Linked DNA regions of Mus musculus: region 2 is linked to region 1. Evidence: chromatin contacts called from public Hi-C data. All regions are on one chromosome and are shown on one strand. The core of a region is the stretch at or near the end of the contact, and the rest is flanking DNA. Distances in the headings are between cores, read along the strand shown. Region 1 overlaps F730016J06Rik (a long non-coding RNA gene). Region 2 holds the start of Olfm1 (olfactomedin 1).

Evidence for each region. Hi-C and Micro-C count contacts between places; a contact is called where the count stands out from the background.
Region 2: a Hi-C map of cerebellar granule neurons shows a contact between it and region 1, with 2.1 times the contacts expected there. The contact joins the promoter of Olfm1 here to the enhancer-like site in region 1. A contact is called at or near these places in 8 of 39 promoter capture datasets (the 3T3-L1 cell line, the HPC-7 cell line, the SN4741 cell line and 4 more), 5 of 484 Hi-C or Micro-C datasets (cerebellar granule neurons, cerebral cortex, embryonic stem cells and 2 more), 2 of 115 datasets of contacts at active chromatin or transcription factors (PVALB interneurons and VIP interneurons) and 2 of 9 other capture datasets (liver and pancreatic islet).

What each region holds. Positions count from the first base shown.
Region 1 is chr2:28,132,047-28,135,581 of GRCm38.p6, reverse strand. It overlaps F730016J06Rik (a long non-coding RNA gene), which reads right to left. Exons shown (of 10, transcript XR_003953783.1): 8 at 2,671-3,535; 9 at 1,763-1,942; 10 at 1,202-1,668. Among named protein-coding and RNA genes, the nearest start is that of F730016J06Rik, 38 kb to the right of the region's middle. Within about 2 kb of position 1,586, at least 23 of the 459 cell types and tissues checked have an H3K27ac peak or open chromatin away from gene starts, as enhancers often do. A contact at or near this core is called in PVALB interneurons, the SN4741 cell line, VIP interneurons and 1 more, where this site is marked.
Region 2 is chr2:28,203,726-28,207,260 of GRCm38.p6, reverse strand. Olfm1 (olfactomedin 1) reads right to left here and starts at 1,572. Exons shown (of 6, transcript NM_019498.2): 1 at 1,162-1,572. The coding sequence starts at 1,311.

The DNA.
Region 1 (3,535 bases), core at 337-2,836:
TGGTATCTGGTTTGGGGAGGTCTTCATCAGCTGAGAGCCCTCATGTTGGAGATTTCAAGGCTACCGATTATAATAAATAACAGCTCTTTCTTCTGAGAGGTTCTGAGAGGCTTTTAGGAACTTGGAGATGCTAGAGTGGGGACAATTTAAAATCTATGTTCCAACATACTCCCTATGTTAACAAGGTTGCAACACTGAAATCTCACCAAGCCACAAGCCAGTGTTTTCAAATACATATAACTATTCCACAAAGCGTTAACAATGTGAATAGATTACTACTCTTAAATATATATCAATAATATATATATACACGTATGTGTGTACAGTCAATAGCATATTGAATTTTTTTCACACTGTTTATCCAGCGTAATTTGCAGTTGGTCCATATTTGATTAAATACCATCATCTTTTATGTAGGAGTTACATAAGTAAATAGAAAAATCATTTACAGTCTGATGCTCTATGAAAAATTAATCTCAGGTCTGTCTCATGGTTCACACTGGGACTTGCTAGGGACGTGTGGTTAATTGGATATGGGGATGATGGGGGTGGCTGGGTAAGCCGAGAGCTTCATTTCTTTGTCATTTGGAAGATTCAGACATTTTCTACAAATGTGTGGATTAGGAACTAGAGCCAGTGATTATCCCATCATATATGTCTTCCAGAAGTTTCCAGGTAGCAAATTATTTGCCACACTGCTGGTTAGGAGCCTTCCCATGGGAAGTTAATTTCTTTGGTTTGACATGGCTGATGTTTGGTAGCAGGTGCAAGGTACTGATCATGGACCAACCCAGGCACTCCTGTCCACACCCAGTCTCAATCCTGGGCCAAAGGCAAGGGACAAGTTCTGACTCACGGTACCTTCCACTGTGGTGGCCCAGCTGTGTGCCCATAATCTGTGAGACCTTCTCCTCTGGACTGGTGCATCCAAATCTTGCCCACACAGAGTTGGTGCCAAGAGCTTTGTGATAGAGGGACCAACCCAGGGGTGGGAGGATGTGGTAGAGACCTAAAGAAATGGATTGCCTCTCAGAGAGAAATCAGAGCAGGCGAGTACCACCTGTCTCCAGGCCTGTGCTCTGAGCTCTCGAGGGTTTGGAACAGTTGCTGTACACCCTTCCCCTCCACTGGAGAACCCTTGAACCCACTGGGTGACCCCTCTTCCCCACCCTCCTGCAAGGATGATTTGTTCTTTGCCAGTTTTAGAAGCCAGAAGTGTGAAGGACAGGGCTGGCACCCTCCTCAGGCACTAAGGTGCACCTGACATGTCAGTGCAGAGGCCAGCCTCAGATTCTTCTTCCCCATGCATGTCTCTCACCTCTGGGTCTCCTATCAGGATACCTGCCATTGGTTTTAGGAAATCCATTTGATCTCGAGACTTTTAACCAAAAAGAATTTGTTTTCCCCGAATAAGGCCATGCTCACTTTCAAGGGACCCTTCCCAGGGAACCCAGTTCTGCACTGAGCCTTCCATCTGCTGCAGAGGATTGCTGCCAGCCCTCCCCTGGCTCCTTATGTCCTTCCCCACACAAATCCTTAGGCTCAGCTGCCCATTCCCCCCTTTGATCCTGAGAAGAACTAGCATAACCTGCTTGTGTTCAGCGTGACGCTGGATGCCAGCCCCTCCTGCCTGGACACTGGCGACCGACATGCCCGGAGGAGTCGTGTCTGAAAATGTGGAACAGGTTGTTGTTGATGATCTCCAAAGCTTTGCTCTGTGCTCATTCCCTCCCGTGGGTATGTCTGCAGCCTCCTTCTGTACCTGCTCAGTGGTGGATGAATGTCTTCAGGGAAGGTTGGCCATGTCCTACGAGGGACACTGTGTTCCGTGCCGACCCTGTCCTCTTACACCATACCACGAAGGTGACCAAACACAGGACAGAAGAACAGGAGACACCCTCCACTCTGCGGAGAGCTCCCAACCAGGAAGACTCCGTTTCATCTGTGCAGAAGTAGAGGAGAACAGGTTCACACTTGTGATAGCCACTTTCAACTCTGAGCAGTGTGAAGAACAAGGCCCTCCGAAAACACCCAGTAATAAATCCAAGACTTAAGAGAAATCCAGGCAGTTTTATTTCCCTTTCTACAGAACTGGTGCCTGTCCAAACAAAAGGCAAAATGTTTGACACACCAACTGAGCATAACAATAAATTCTACTGAGTGTTTGCTGGATTATAGTCTTCCTGGAGGTGGAAGCCCACCTGTGGTGGTTTGAATTAAAATGGCCTCTGTGGGCTCATAGAGGGTGTCGGTTATTGGGAGGTGTGGCCTTGTTGGAGAAAGTGTGTCACTGGGGAGGGGATTTGGGGTTTTGGAAGCCCAAATCAGGCCCACTGTAGCTCTCTGTTCACAGCAATAGAAATCTTAACCAAGACAGAAGTTGATACCAGAGACTGGGGTATTGTGTGATTGCCTGAAGGCCTTTTGTTTGGGGAATGTGGGTTTAAATTAGGAAAGCAGTTGAACACTTTAAGTGGGGCTTAATAGGCCGTACTCACAGGCTCATGGAAGACAGTGGTGCGGAGGATGACTTGAACTAGGGGGGCTGACTCAAGAGGTTTCAAAGGAGAATATTGGTAAGTGACCTGTGTAGGCAGTTGGGGCATTTTGAAGCAGATTTTATCCCAGTGCCTTCCAATGGCTACTACTGCACCCAGGAGGGCTATGTACCTGAGTAGCCCACTCCTGCTTGCACCAGCTATCCATCTATCCATCTGCTGGCTCTTTAAGTTGTCCCAGACTGCCTTCCTGGCCCAGTCCTCACTTCCTGCTGAGATGTGTAAAGTTCTCTGCTCCGGTCTCTCCTCGTCTCCTCTGGTCATTTCATTCCAGCCCGACTCTTCTACTGCCTTGGGAACTATATACTGGTCACTGTCTAATACTCCCCCCCCCCCACTCTTTCCCCATCCCTAGATGTGTCTCATTCATGGGGCCTCACCCTTAACAGGAATTCAGTAATCTTAATATGGTTCAACTCTTGGGGTCAACAAAAACAGAGACACAAGAATATGAACTATGGAATGCTGATGGGGGGGGGGGTGTCCTAGGAGACGGTTCTCTCTTCGACAACGCTACCAACAGATGGGACCCTCAGAACCAGATCTTCTTGTGAAGGTGACTAAGCCCAACTGAACTAGGGGCCTTGATAGGGAGACACCCTGGGCAGTTTATTCGCTACAAGTGAGGAATAGCCAGAATGTGCTAAACCCAACGGAATGCCTCTGAGCCAGCAGTGAATCATCTTAATTAGCACTCTGAGTAAGTTCAAGTGGATTCTGCAAGCGTTAGCAGCTCCAATTATTCTGTGCCCTAAGCTACTGCTATGAGGTTACATGGCAAAGCCCCATGGGAACTTCTAAGGTGAGTGAGAGAGAGTCCATAGCACTGTGCCCACACTGGCAAAACAAGTGTGCAATCAGTGAGGTCTGAGGAAGGGTGCCACACTGAGGTGTGAGTGGACCTTGCTCCGGTAAAATCTGCTCCTCAATTCAGGACCAGGCTCTGAGATAATTACTGTGCTGAGAACAGCCTGGGA
Region 2 (3,535 bases), core at 323-2,822, 72 kb before region 1:
CTTATCAGGGAAACTCATGGTGATATTTTTGTTTGGCTTTTTTTTTTTTTTTTTTTTTTTTGAGACAGAGTCTCATTACGCAGCTCTGAATGTCAGGGAACTCACTCTGTAGACCAGGCTGGCCTCAAACTCACAGAGACCCACCTGCCTCTGGGATTTAAGGAGTGGGACACCACTCCCAGTACCAGGGCACTAGGAAAACTCTTTTTAAAACAACAGGAGAGGCAGACCCTACAAGAGTGATAGATGGTGGTGGTGGTGGTGGTGGGTCACACCACCCAGCTCTTGGGATCAAACTGGAGGAGAATGGTCCCTCACCTGTCCTTTCCACTGAGAAGGTTATGCCAGGGTCCCTTTCCAGTGGCCCCTGACTTAAGGGTGGTCTCTGCTCAGCCTGCTCCATCTATCATGGAAGTCAGCCTTATCCAGACCCTCCACCCAACCCCCAGCCATAGCTCCCCATCCGCAGGCTGCCGATGACATGGAGATTCGATTTCCGTGTCAGAGGCCAGTAGAGAGGGGTGGGTGAAGACAGATCGGCAGCTGGGTCCCGCCCAGCTCCTCTCAACCTCCTCCAGAGTGCACGCTGAGATCTTCCAACCGAGATGAGACCGGAAGGGTCCCTTGGGATTTGGGGGGCTCAGGTGAGATCACAAGCTCTGGTCTTTTGCCTTGGGCCCCACTCTGCACTGGTCCAGTCCGTCTTTTACAAAGTAGGGCGAGCTGAGTCCTGGCTGGACCTAGCCCACAAAGGGTTTTAAGCAGCACCTCCACCCCTTACTTGCTGAGTGACCTTGGCTAAGTCCCCAAGTCCCTAGCTTCAGTTTCCTAAGCTTTGCAAAGAAAGATTTTCTAATATTAGTGAACGAGGACTCTGGACTTTGAACCCCTCCCACCATCACCAAAGCAGGTGTCCTCAAGCCCCTCCGGGGGACTGGGAGCAAAAAGCATCGCCCCGAAACGCCAGAGTGCGAGTGGCGGCCGCAGCTGAAGGCACTGCTTGGCTGCAGGGCAGAGGGTGGGCTCGTGACCCCGGCCCTTGTAACCCTCCCTCCCAGGGTGACCCCATCCTGTGCCGCACCGCCGGGCCAGCCCGGGGCTCGACCCGAGAGGAGGCAGGAGGGAGGAGGGGCCGCGAGGGCTCAAGGCGGGCGCACTTACGCCGGTGCTGCGGTCCAGCGTCCCGCCGCTGGCGGCCGAAAGCCGGGTGGTATTGAGGCCCACCAGCGAGGGCAGCGTCTGGGACATCCAGTTGGTGATCATGGCCATGGTGCTTAGCACGACCCCGATCTTCAGCAGCGGCACCGACATCGCGCCTCGAGTGGCCTCCTGCGCCCGCGCCGCGCCGGCGCCGGCTCCCGCGCCCCGGGCAGCCTCAGGCGGCGGGCACCACGGCGGGCAGGGGCGCCCGGCCGCGTCCCCGCGCCCCCTCTGCCCGCCGCCGCCCGCCGGTCTCTGCCTCCCTGTGCGCACTGGCCATCGCCGCGCCGCCCCGGCGCCGGGAGGTGACCAGGCGGCCCTGCCCGGCGCGCGCTGCCTGCCCGCGCTGCCCGCCGCTGCAGCGTCCCCGCGCGCTCCGCTCTCGAGAAGGGCCACCGGGTTCTGAGCGCGGCGCGGGCTGTGCGCGGGGGCCGCGGCCGGGGGGCGGGGACAAGGCCGGGCGGCGGCCGACGCAATCTGCCCAGGAAATGGGTGGATTTTTCCTCCGAGCTCCGGCTCCGCGACGCCCCCTGGCTGCAGGCAGCGAGGTCTGCAAACCGGTCGGCCGAAGAGTTAGGGTCACCCAGGAGGACGGATAAAACGCCGCCACAAATCGTAAAAAAAAAATATAAAACCTCAAGAATCTCGCATGGCACCCATCCACAGAACACCCCCTCGCCCAGCTCTCTCGGTCACCCTCACGGTTTTGTCTCGCCCAGGCCCGGCCTGCTTGTGGTCAAGGGTCTCCTCCCCTGCTGCTGGGCTTGCCTTCCCTGGTGGACTAAGTCCAGTCAGTTTGGGGTGTCTCCTGAGCCCCAGCAGGAAAGAGTAGCTTGGGTGGAGTCTCCAGTGTCAGCGCAGGAGTAAAGAGGTAGCTACAAAGTGAGAGACACTGCTGGGAACCTTGGACAACTACCTCAGAAGGAGGGGACAGTTGGAAGTCCTAGCGGGGGAACACCCTGGGCTTGTGGGAGCAGGTTTAAACAGAGAGGGACTGGAGGGGGGCGGTATGCCTGCTGTGCACAGTAGAGGATGAAGGAGAGAGAGTGTGCCAACCTACCGTCAGGAGCTGCTGGAAGCATAGGGCTCAGGAGGAACTAGAGGGGCCACACCCATGATTGTGGGGTATGGTACATGCACGGGGGGCGGGGAGGGGCGGGGTTAGAGTATCTGGCGTCTATGCTGTAGGCTTAGATGGACAGGGGTCCCTCGCAGGGACCCAGATCAGGGCCAGGCAAGCTTCAGCAGTATCTGTGCCAAGACTTGTAAGTCTCAGCAAAACAGAACAGCCGGCAAACACAACTTCATAGTGCTTTTGACTTTGAAGCAAGCCCTCTAAGCTGAGGAAAGCCAGTTTCTGCAGGCATTCCTCCAAGTTGTTCCAGTCCCGGGCAGGGAAAGCCAGCCTATTCGCAGCCCCCTACCCCTGCGCTCTTTCCCACCTGGTCAATTATAGACCAGGAAGAGATGTCAGAACAAAGGCAGGCCTCCTGGGGTCTGCCAAGAGGGATATGACATCTTCCGGGGGCTTGTCTCTCTGTGTTCAGTCCTCATTTGCAGAGAAAACGTCAACAGCCAAGATGACCCTGGCCCGAGTGCTGGGCGTGAGCCCTGCTGGCTCAAGAAGTCAATTGGAGTTGTTTCTCTGGTTAATGCATGGCATTCATTGGTGCCTCCAGTTTGGGTCAGATGCCAGCGAATTACAACTGTTAGGGAAGGGCGCCATCTCTCCGTGAAATCTGGTACTGCAGTCCAGTCACACCCAGTGGTCCTGCTGGATGCAGCAGCCGGAGATGCAAGGCTCTCTGCCCTACATCCTCTGCCAGGCATTTTCTGAACAGAATCAGGGCCGTGGCTGTGTCTACTCACTTGCTTCCTACTACACAAAGGTAAGGAGCGCTTAATGTTTATCAACAATTTCAAATCCAGCCCAGTACAGTCCTCAAAGTTCTCAAGGCGTCTCAGGAGTCATACCTTTTATTGAATTCCTACTTAGTGCAAGATACACAGTGCAACATGCTCTAAGCTCTGTGTCAGATGCAGCATAGAGACCATAACTGTCTTTGTTAGGCACACTCCATGGCCAAGCACCATTAAACCTTTCCTGCTCTCTAATGGGCAGAAGTCCCTCCCAGAGGTCAAGTGACCTTGGGGTCAAGGGGAGCTCTGCTATGAACTTGTATGAGACAGTGACCTAGCTAATGAGCTTTATTGAGACTCAGCTCTCTCATTTTTAAAATGGGCTTGACGATAGTAGCTTTCTCCTGTGATGTGTTAAGAGCGTAGGAATAAGACTGGCCTGCTCTGGTGACAGTCATTGTCACCTTTTCAAATG